Linked DNA regions of Zea mays: region 2 is linked to region 1. A link is a contact called in public Hi-C data. All regions are on one chromosome and are shown on one strand. Each heading gives the region's core, a stretch centred on a gene start, on an enhancer-like site or on the middle of the called end of the contact. The rest is flanking DNA. Distances are from core to core; before and after follow the strand shown. Region 1 holds the start of LOC100273040. Region 2 holds the start of LOC542521 (calcium dependent protein kinase14).

Region 1 (5,704 bases), core at 1,873-4,372:
ACAAGGTGGACTTGGACCATGAAAGACTTCCACTGCACTTCGATGAGAGGGTAACTAATTCCAAGTTCATCTCATGAACTCTTATTGCCATTTGCTCTTCATTGAAGATTTTGGTGAGGCAATGGGGTTATAGGGCCAAGATTGATCCTGTTTTGGTGCTTGATGCCAAAGGGGGAGAAAATAAAGGCCAAAGCAATAAATGGATCAGCTACCACTTGAGAGATTTGGGATCAGCTACCACTTGAGAGATTTGAAAATAGTAGAGTAGAGTTGAAAATATTAGAGTAGAGTTTTTGGTTTGTCAAAACTCTTTTTGTCTCTCTTGTCAAAAGTTGGTTTCTTGTGGGGAGAAATGTTGATTATGGGGAAAAGGGGGAGTTTTTGAAATCTTGAATCAAATACTCTTGGAATGACTCTCTTTATGCCTTAACATGTGTGTTTGACTTAGAGATAGAAATTTGAGTTTTATTTGAAGTGATATTGCACTAAAAACAAACCAAGTGGTGGCAAAGGATGATCCATATATGCCAAAATTGAATCAAAATAAATTTGAGTTTTATTTGAAGTGATATTGCACTTGTTCTTGTTGCTTTATGTTGTGTTGGCATAAATCACCAAAAAGGGGGAGATTGAAAGGGAAATGTGCTCTTGGGCCATTTCTAAGTATTTTGGTGATTGAGTGCCAACACAAGTGCTTAAAAGTGAATTTATGCTCATGGATGAACAAAGTGCAAATCAAGAGTAAAGGTATGTTTCTAAGCCTTAGTACATTGGTTTTGTGTACTAATATACTTGTCTAAGTGTTAGAAACAGAGATGAAGAATAAAAGAAGAGAGGTGCAAAAGACTTGGCTGTGTACAGCCAAGACTCAGCTCAGTCTGGCACACCGGACTGTCCGGTGGTGCACCGGACAGTGTCCGGTGGTGCACCGGACAGTGTCCGGTGCGCCAGGCTGACTCGACGTGAAGAGGCCGCTCTCGGGAATTCGCCGACGGCGTACGGCTAAAAATCACCGGACTGTCCGGTGTGCACCGGACTGTCCGGTGAGCCAACGGTCGGCCGAGCCAACGGTCGGCCGCGGAATCTGCGCGCGACACGTGGCTGGGCCAACGGTTGGAAGGGGGCACCGGACTGTCCGGTGTGCACCGGACATGTCCGGTGCGCCAACGGCTCCCAGATCTGCAACGGTCGGCTGCGCTGTTTAAGGAAAGGAATCGGGCACCGGACAGTGTCCGGTGTGCACCGGACTGTCCGGTGCACCCGACGACTGAAGGCAAGAATGGCCTTCCAGATTTGCTCTCAACGGCTCCTAGCTGCCTTGGGGCTATAAAAGGGACCCCTAGGCGCATGGAGGAGATATCCAAGCAACCTTAGAGCATTCTTGATCATCCACACTCAGTCTTTGCGCATTCGTTTGTCATTCTAAGTGATTCGAGCTCTGTTCTAGTGAGAACGTTGAGATAGTCTTTTGAGCTCGATTCTTGGCCGTGTGTGTGCGCATTTTGCTGTGGATTTGTGTGTGTTGCTTCCCTCTCTTACTCCGTGCTTCTTTGTGAAATTCAATTGTAAGGGCGAGAGACTCCAAGTTGTGGAGATTCCTCGCAAACGGGAAAAGATCAAAGTAAAGAAGAACACCGTGGTATTCAAGTTGATCATTGGATCACTTGAGAGGAGTTGAGTGCAACTCTCGTCCGTTGGGACGCCACAACGTGGAGTAGGCAAGTTTTATACTTGGCCGAACCACGGGATAACCACCGTGTCATCTCTGTGATTGATTTCTTGTGGTTATTGTGTTTTGACTCCTCTCTAGCCACTTGGCAATTATTGTGCTAACGATTAACCAAGTTTTTGTGGCTATAAGTTTAAGTTTTACAGGATCACCTATTCACCCCCCCTATAGGTGCTCTCATTAAGCAAAGACTGAGTTCTTCCAGATCTATCCTTTTCTTTCTTAGCAGGGCAAACATCCAAGTGTCGGATCAAATGGCCAGTTCCAGATGAAGATTTAGCAGACATGCTATTCTTGCAGTGAGACAAATGGCAGATACTCTTACCTCCTTACCATTTTGCATCGTAGTTACCTCCTCAAAGTGCAGCCATACCTTGGAGGTCGGACCTCTCCTTCTAGAACGTTTATCAGGCATAGGGACAGAAGTGCTCGCGTCGGTCGTCGGGCTTGTGGAGCTCGTGTGCGTGTCTGTTCCCCATCCCCGTTTGTGCACCGGCGCCGTCCAGATCGATGGCACCAGCTGAGGTGGTACCAAGGAGGAGGCATTGTGCATCGTCTGCCTCGTTTTGTGCTTCAAGCCGCCGCTCCTCGACCACCGCATCGAGACTGAGCTCGTCATCAGCCGAGTCCGTGGACATGGCCACCGCCTCGGTCGGCTTCTGTGGCTCCTCACGGCGCGCGGCGCGCACACACACACACGGTGCACACCTCAACGAATCGAAGCACAAGATCAAGAACAAGAAGACTAGGAGTAAGAGAGAAACCGAGATCAACAAAGGAAAACTAGTAATCCACCAAAGGAAAACAAAGGAAAACTTACCTGCAACACCGGAGCACCGGATCCACCAAGCAGACGTTAGAGGCAGAGGAGCGAACTTGGCGCAGATCAAGTTTTAGGGTTAGGGTTAGCGAGGGAGAGATGTAGAGAGTTCATAGAGAGGACGAAGCAAGAGAGGAGAGGAGAGGAGCAGGACACGAAGACTAGCAATAGCGACTTGCCGGTGTACAGCTCTGTCGACACCAGAGGCGAGGCCGTACGAGAAAGCTCTGCGGAGCGCCGACTCAGGAGACGGAGAGACCGAGAGAGAAGAGATCAGAAGACACAAGACAGAAGCTAGGGTTATGCGCGACGCAAACGACATGGCAAGGGCCACGGGGTAGTTTCCCCTTTTTAGCGGGCCGCCGCCGTGTCGCTAGCTTACACGGGTCGTGCTCGTGCCAACACCGCGGGCCGACCTTGCATCGGGGCGGGCTAGTACGGGCACGGCAACTGTCGTGCCAGGCCAGGCCTAAACCGTACTTCGCCGTGCCGGACGTCGGGCTACACCACGGGCCGGGCCGTTTTGGTTATGTATAGTCACACGACTTCATTGCCATTGTCAGCACATTTGATCCACAGAAAAAAAAATGCATGTTTCAGTTCTGAACAAACAAGTGCCGGCCTGATGTGATGCATGCCAAACCGAGAATGCATCAGCAGACGAATCAGATCTACCAGCCCCTGCTCCATCGTCAAACGAGTAACCTGACAGCTGCTTCCGCTCCTCCTCTTCCTCTGTCCGTGTATCCAAGCAGAGGTGCACTTCGGCCTAGGAGCACCGAGCACAGGAGAGAGCCAAGAAGAGAGGCGGACGGAGGGAGGCGCCGTCGACCGAGGAGATGGCGTCGGGGTCGGACTCGCGGACGGCGGCGGACCCGTCGTACCCGCCGTTCCCTCTCCTGGAGCAGGACGACGAGGGCGGAGGCCACGTTCACGAGCAGGAGCAGGAGGCCCGGCGCGGGGGCGCGCTGGAGCTGCCGACGGTGGACCTGGAGGCGCCGGGGGAGGCGCTGGCAGCGGCGTGCCGGGAGCTCGGCGTGTTCCGCCTCGCGAACCACGGCGTGCCCGCGGCGCTCTCCGCGCGCCTCTTCGCGCTGGCGCGGGCCGCGCTGGCCGGGGCGCCGTTCCGCGACAAGCGCGCGCAGCCGGGCTACTTCTGGGGCACGCCGGCGCTCTCGCTCCGCGTCCGCGACGTCAACTGGGTCGAGGGCTTCCACGTCGCCCTGGGCGAGGCCCAGCAGCAGCAGCAGCACGCGCCCGTGCCGCCGCCGCCGCTCGGCGACCTGCTCGGCCTCGCGAGGGCGGAGTACGGCGCGCACATGACGCGGGTGGCGCGGACGCTCTTCGACGCGCTCGCCCCCGCGCTGGGCCTCGGCGCGGCCCAGGCGGCGTCCTACCTCGCGGAGCGCGACGGGTTCCTGCGGGTGTACCGCTACCCGCGGTGCCCCGAGCCCGGGCGCCTCGGCATGGAGGCCCACACCGACAGCTCCGTGCTCTCCGTCATCAACCAAGAGGAGGGCGCCGGCGGCCTGCAGGTGCTCCACGGCGGCGCGTGGCGCGACGTCGCGCCGGCCGCGGGAGCCAGCACGCTGCTCGTCAACCTGGGCGACATGGCGCGGGCCATCAGCGGCGACGCGTACCGCAGCGTGCGGCACCGGGTGGCGGCCAGCCAGGCGGCGGAGAGGCTCTCGCTCTGCTACTTCGCCTTCCCGCGGGACGATGCCGTCATCACCTGCGGCGCCGGCAGGTATAGGCCCTTCACCTACGCTGAGTTCCGGGAGCAGGTGCAGGCCGACATCAAGGCCACAGGATCCAAGGTCGGCCTCGAGCGCTTCCTTCTTCACCACTAAAAATTCCATCGAGACGAAGCTACGGTGGGAAGCCACGTACGGGATCCAAGCTCGGCCTCGAGTGCTTCCATCGAGATTCTGAGACGTTTTTTTTTCAGACTTCCACTCGGGGAGCAACGGACACAAAATCTGGTGTAATTTGCAAGCTGCTCCTGATCTTTTTTTGTTTCTTCTTCTTTTTCCTCTTATAAACAATGTTTTTTCTTTCTTTCTTTCTTTTTTCTTGTCTACTTTGTAAAACTCGCATTAGTTTTTAAATATATAGTTTACTGTAGGGGCTACTCCGGTTCCAAAAAAAAGTTTGAAGAAGATGAGCAACTCCAAGACTAGATATATGATTCTGTAAAAGTAAATTTAGCTAATCTCTACTACTCTTAAGAAGATACCGTAGGAGTCCACAGTAGCGTGGCGCACGGTTCTGCCCTGCCTCTACCTCCGACATCCTCCCCTTGCTCCGCTCTTGGTCGCGCAATCCCAGGAAACCTCCATCGCCGCCCCGCTATCATCGCACTATCCATCGCCGCCCCGCCATCATCGCACTATCCATCGCCGCCCCGCCATCATCGCACTCGTGCCCGCGCTGCCCCTGCCCCGTCCCTGCGATGCCCGCGGCCACAGCGCCCCCTCCACCGACGCGCCCTACGCGCCAAGACCACAACGCCTGGAGCAAGGGGAGGATGTCGACTTTGCATGGCACCGGAGAGGGCGGCCCCTGCGTGGACGCGGCCCCCGGCCTCAGCCCCGATGGCGGCGCGCTGCCCCACCGGCGCGAGCGGGCGCGACGCGGCCCCCACCCGACGGCGCGGGCGAGGCACGTGGCCCTCCCGGCGGGGCGGACGCGGCCCCTGGTCACAGCGGCGGCGGGCGTGACCTCTGGCCCCGGCGTCGGCGGGCGCGCTCTCCTCTCTGTCGCGGTGAGAGCGGCGGGTGCGCTCTCCTCCCCGTCGCGGCGAGGGCGAGGCACACGCCCCCTGGCCACAGCGGCGGCGGGCGCGACCCCTGGCCCCGGCGTCTGCTGGCGGTGGCATTGCCGGATCTAGCAATCTCTGGCGGCGGCCTGCGCATTTCTGTGGCCAATCTGCGCGCGGGTGGTCATGTCTTCCGTGGTGTTGCTCGTCGGGCGGTGCGGACTGGTGCGGTGAGGAGCGTTGCTCTGCGTTGTGATCCAAACGAGGGGGCGGGGGGCTGCACGACAGGTGTTCGACGAAGGACCCAGTCCGAGCCAGCCATGAGGGGCTTCCCTCCCTGTTTTGGCAAGAGCGGCGACCATCAACTTATGCAGTCATCTGTAATTGGTCAGGTAAT
Region 2 (5,704 bases), core at 1,070-3,569, 350 kb before region 1:
CGATCGGAGAGCCGTTGTCGTCCCCCGCTTCAGCCTCCTTTTCCTCCGCCGAGCCATGCGGGCGCCGCGACGACGGTTGCACTGCATGACAAGGAACGGGAATAAAGCAAACGGAGCGGTAGTGCGGTCCACTTGCCACCGCAACGAGGAAACGGAGAGCTGGGAAAGGGGAGCATTACGCAGCGGAGAGGTGATCAGCTGGATGCCATGGCGATCGTGCTCCTCTCCCGCCTCGTCGTGCTCCTCCAGTTGGTGGACGGACGACGCCATGATTGGGTTGGGACTTGGGAGTTATGACTGGGACTTGGCCGGCTGACAGTGGCAATAGCAGCTGCAGGTGTTGCCGTGCTGGGCTCCTTTCAGCTGACTCGTCTGCTCTGGCATTTATTACACTACAGATCGTGCTCGATGGGCCCCCTCTCCCCACTGGCCACTACTACAATAGCTATCATATACCAAAGGCCACTAGTTTCTCCCTACCTCACCAATAAAACTTGAACCCCAAAAAAAAACCAAGCACTCCTTGTGATACGAGAAAGAACGACGTCCACATACATGGAATGAAAGGCTACAGAGCGCTGAGTTTATCGATGGCAATAGCAAGTGTCTCTTTTGCTTCTGAGGACATGCATAATTTTTTTTGTGGGAACAGTCTAAAAGGCGCCGCCTGCTCGTTCTCCCTTCGATGGGCTGGAATTTGCTCTTCTTCAGACGATCGTGGGCCGTCCGTCGGCCCAGGAAAGAAAAAGGAGCAGAATGTCGTGTGCGGCTGCTACGTACGGACACTCGCAAAGGCTTGTACGTAGGTCCTGAACTTTACCTGAAAACACGACAATGTAGCAGGAGTACCGTGACGGTGAACCGCCAACAGCTCCAACAAGGCCGACAGAAAGACCGTCCCGTTCTGAAAAAGTAGCCAACGCCAACTAATCCCACCCGCACCGGCTGCAGGTCAACCGGTAGTTTGTTTGCCCTAACTATTAGGAACAGGGGTAGGGCTGGAAACGATCCCAGCTCAGCTCGCCTCGACGTGGCTCGGTGCAGCTGCGAGCCGGCTCGGTCATATTGCGAGCCCACCCGAGAGGCTCGGCTCGGCTCGGTAATTGCTTGCGCTAAATAGCGTTTAGAATATAAATTATTTATATATTTTTTATTATATCTAAGATAAAAAAAATTACGTATAATATATTTCTAGACTACAATATAAGCGTATCACATATCAAGTCCAAGAAATTTTACAAAATAGTTCAAAACATAATAATAATATGATATAATAGTATACTTGAGGTTGTTAACTTGACTCGCGAGCTGGACCGAGCCGGCTCGGCTCTCAGTTCTGGCGAGCTGCAAAACTAGACTCGGTTCTGGCTCGCGAGCCGACTCAAGCCTCACCGAGCCTCAATCCATATGGATTGAGGGAGATTGATGGGATTTCAATACTTAGCAAGTAAAAATCTCTCTCAATCCGTATCAATCCTGTCACAAGCTCTAAATTGGGCGAGAACCGGTAGTTGTGAGGGGGAGCGACCCGCCCCCGCCGCTCACGACACGTGTCTACGCGTAAACACTTGGACGCTTTTGGGAACTGCTTGTTCTTGCTTGTGTCGTCGTGTAGTCTAGAGATGGATTTCGAAGGAGCAAAGGGAAAACGGAGGAGATATTTTTCCGTGGGCGACCGTTCAGCTGCTGACGCGTGGACCTGCACTGCACTTGCGGAACAAGAGGAAACGGCGGCCGCCGTTAGATCAGGACCAGACGTGGTGATGATAGGCTGCTCGCGAAACAAAACACGAGCGCGCTCTCTCTCTCCCAGCCGTAGGAAGCATAAGCGACCGACGTCACATCACACGGTTACATTTTCTCCCTTTTTTTTCCTCCGCAAAGGAACCACACCCGCGGCGCCAGCCATGGCAGGTCCCACCCACGACGTACTTGGCCTGGGAGGAGAACCGGAGAAGCGAAGCAACGGCAAAGAAAGGCCGCGGCACGGATTTTTAAAATCCACCCAAAGTCCAACCACTAACTAGTACACCCACCTAATTCGAAATCAGACCCGACCAGACCAACCACACGTTGTTGGAACAAATTCAATTCAACTCAACCCTCCCCCTGGCAATCCTACTCCTGCAAAATTCACCCAAAAAAAAGGGAAACCGAGCTCTTATGCCAGAGCAACGGCCAACGGGGTTATTGAATAAATAGACATTTAAAAAAATGGCGAAATAAGGAGTGGATAAACAAGGCTTAACCACATGATTAGCGGGGGAAGGAAGGGCTGCTTCTGCTCCTGCTACTTGCCCCCTCTTATCAGAGAGAGTGGTGTGGTGGCGCCTCCCCACCATCACCACCAGCCAGCACCACCCCTCCTGCCCCTCTGCGCTGGCGGGCCGAGCGCCGCGAGCGAGCTGGGCCGCGGGCGGAGGAGGAGTCGAGGCTGACCGACCCCGCGGCCGGCGGCGACGAGCGGACGCAGGTGAGTGCGTTTCTCTGTTAATTCCTAGCCTCCACCCGCTCCTTCGAAGCCGGGCGCGGCGGTTACGGGGGCCGTCCCGTGCGAGACGCGGCTCGATCTGCGCCGCGCGCTCGGCCGGGGGGGGGGGGGGGGGGGGGGGGGGGGACGCCGCTGGTGCGCGCGGCTCCGGGTACGGGCTCGCGGTGTGGGGATTTTGGATTTCCGCCGCGGGTGTTGCTTTGCTCCGGGTCCCGAGCTCGCGGGGCTGCGGTGTTGGATCTGTGTCTCTTTTGCGGGGGCAAAGCCGCGGTTTCGGGCGGGGCTTGGAGAGCTTAACGGCCTTGCTGTTTCTCTTTTCGTCGCCGCAGATTCGGCAGCCGTGCGCGGAATGCCCGTGGAAGGAGGGGAGAGAGGGAGGGCGCAGGCGCAGCTGAGCTGAGCTGAGCCCGCGAGGTTCGCGGTCTGCGGTGCGGCGGCAGAGGTCTCGCCAGCGCGATGGCCAGCGGCGGCTCCTCCAGGTACAGCTCGTACAAGGCGCCGGGGCTGCGCGGCGCGCTGCTGGAGGCGGCGCACGTGTCGTGCCTCGAGGACCGGTACGCGCTGGGCCCGCAGCTGGGGTGGGGCCAGTTCGGCGTGATCCGGTCCTGCTCCGACCTGGTCACCGGCGAGGCGCTGGCCTGCAAGTCCATCGCCAAGGGCCGGCTCGTGTCCCCCGACGACGTGCGCGGGGTCAGGCTGGAGATCGACGTCATGGCGCGCCTGGCGGGCCACCCCAACGTCGTGGGGCTCAAGGCCGTGTACGAGGACCGCGACTCGGTGCACCTCGTCATGGAGCTCTGCGCCGGCGGCGAGCTCTTCCACCGCCTCCACGAGCGCGGCTGCTTCCCCGAGCGCGAGGCCGCCGCGCTCTTCCGCCACCTCATGGAGGTCGTCGCGCACTGCCACGCCAAGGGGATCGTGCACCGCGACCTCAAGCCCGAGAACATCCTCCTCGTCAGCAGGTCGCCCCAGTCGCCGATCAAACTCGCGGACTTTGGACTCGCCACCTACACCCAGCCTGGTACAGCTACTTTTTGTGTTGTGGGAATGCCCGATTGACGATCTAATCTAATGATCATGGTGATTGCTTTTGTCGTCAGGCCGAAGCTTGAGCGGCATGGTAGGCAGCCCGTTCTACATTGCGCCGGAGGTGCTCTCCGGCGGGTACAACGAGGCCGCCGACGTCTGGAGCGCGGGGGTCATACTCTACATCCTCCTCAGCGGCATCCCGCCGTTTTGGGGCAAGACCAAGTCCAAGATCTTCGACTGCATCAGGTCCATGGAGCTGCGGTTCCCTTCTGACCCATGGGACAGGGTTTCTGATTCCGCCAAGGAGCTCGTCACCGGGATGCTGCGGCGCGACCCTAGGCTGCGGCTCACGGCCAAGCAGGTTCTAGGTGAGTGAGCCACGGATTCATTTCAGTTTGAATTTTTGCAGTCCTTTGCTTCATGTATCTTTTTCATCTGGGCTCGTGATTAATTCCTGCATATAGGTTCACGCTGCCCGCCATAGGTAGAGTTAGAAATCCATGAAAAATATATGTCCAATTAACCTTGTTTACTTCCTCCAAACTTTTCCATTTTATTTGCTTGTTTACGTTGCAAATCGAACAAGGCATCCCCAATCTTGTAGATCTGCCGTTACCGAACTGAGATTTCAAAAACTCCCCTTCCTCTTCTTCAAGATTCATGGAATCTAGTCTGCTCTGGCTGGCCATGTGGCAGTTTTCGTTCTTGTGATCTAAGCAAATGTTTCCTTCCTACGCAGAGCATCCGTGGATGCAGGAACACGCGGACCCACAAGACTCGTGCGGGCAGTGCCACGAGACCGGCCTCCAACGGGAGGGCGCCGGCTCGTGCTCCTTCTCCACGCCGTTGGCGTCGCGGAGCAGGGACGTGAGCTTTGACACGCGTGGCCCCATCGCGTGGAGGGGTGGGGGCGAGGACGAGGCGACCTGCTGCTCGCCCACGTTCGCCGCCGTCTGCAGGTCGTCGTTCTCGGCGTTCATCACCGACCCGGCCCCGCCGCCCTGCTCGGCCTCCTCCGCCTTGGGTGGCTCTGGCTTCTCGTTCGGTGAGCCCTGCGAACCACTTGACGGAGGAGGAGGAGGAGGGTTCCCGATGCCCATGGCTTCCATGCCGAGCTTCTCGTTCTTCTGCGCGCGGGACAGCAGCGAGCCAGCTGAGCCACAGCCGGTCGCTGCCTCCTCGACTCCGAGGACGGCGAGGGGATCCACGCCACGGGGCGTCAACGGCAGGCGGAACCACACGATCGGCGGCGGCGGGCGGGAGCACCTGGACGTGGCGGTGGAGTCTGTCATCCGCTGGGCGTCGTGCACCAACTTCTCCACGGCGCCCTCACTTCGGGCCTCCCTCGTATGCTAGCACTAGCAACGTCGTTCCGCGCGCCGGCGCCGCCAACGCCGGGCTGAGGGTGAGGAGGAGAATTCCGACGAGACGAGCGGTAGAGAGTGTGCAGTAGCCTCGAATTGTATAATATATATACAGACACAGTGCTGTTATAGTGGTGATGATAGATTAGAGAGTGAAGGTGAAGTTGCTACGGAGGGATGGATGCATGGAGATGGAGAGCGAGTGGCAGAGCTGGAACTGATGTGTTTTATTCTTCGCTGTCACGCTGCTGGTCAGATAAGATTTGGGAACGCTGCTGGTCAGATAAGATTTGGGAACACACCTGGCGACGGAGAGAGAAGGCGTCTGATAATTTGATATGAACAAGAAGCAACAATGTTCAGGATGCATGGCCAGGCCACACATAAAAGGACTGTTTCAGTTTGTGTGTCAGATCTGTTTTCCACCAAGAAACTGTCTAAACAAAAGGATCACGTCCAGACACTCCATCGAAAAATAACTAAAGACTTCCTGTTGAAAAAAAATCATTGCAGATACCATGCGAGACTTTACTTGGCATGTTTTCTCTGTTTTTTTAGAAAAAAAATGGATGGATTCATCAGCTTCTGAACAGTAATAAATCACGCACGCAATGTTCAAGCCACTAGCTTCCAACGAGTAAATCAACGAACTGCGGATCGGTATCGGTATATTCAGAAGCCAAAAACATTCTTGAGTTTAGCTATCAGTGCATAGTGATCTCAGTACATACAACAGACAATGTATTCTTCCAATTTAATTAACTACTGGGAAAAGATCATGCTCAAAACCCTCCTCCTGTTCAGCAGTTCAGGGTTCAGC

What was found. Hi-C and Micro-C count contacts between places; a contact is called where the count stands out from the background.
Region 2: a contact with region 1 is called in a Hi-C map of leaf, with 5 times the contacts expected there. The contact joins the promoter of LOC542521 here to the promoter of LOC100273040 in region 1. A contact is called at or near these places in 2 of 25 Hi-C or Micro-C datasets (leaf and leaf mesophyll).

What each region holds. Positions count from the first base shown.
Region 1 is chr6:71,696,423-71,702,126 of Zm-B73-REFERENCE-NAM-5.0, reverse strand. LOC100273040 reads left to right here and starts at 3,122. Exons shown (of 1, transcript XM_020539749.3): 1 at 3,122-4,723. The coding sequence starts at 3,389. The coding sequence ends at 4,399. LOC103629410 (nucleobase-ascorbate transporter LPE1-like) reads right to left here. Exons shown (of 5, transcript XM_035959936.1): 5 at 4,576-5,704. The coding sequence ends at 5,696.
Region 2 is chr6:72,047,363-72,053,066 of Zm-B73-REFERENCE-NAM-5.0, reverse strand. It overlaps LOC542521 (calcium dependent protein kinase14), which reads left to right and starts at 2,319. Exons shown (of 4, transcript NM_001301763.1): 1 at 2,319-2,473; 2 at 2,821-3,512; 3 at 3,592-3,888; 4 at 4,260-5,251. The coding sequence starts at 2,948. The coding sequence ends at 4,876. It overlaps LOC100383021 (Oligopeptide transporter 7), which reads right to left and starts at 356. Exons shown (of 7, transcript NM_001361344.1): 1 at 180-356; 2 at 1-81. The coding sequence starts at 270.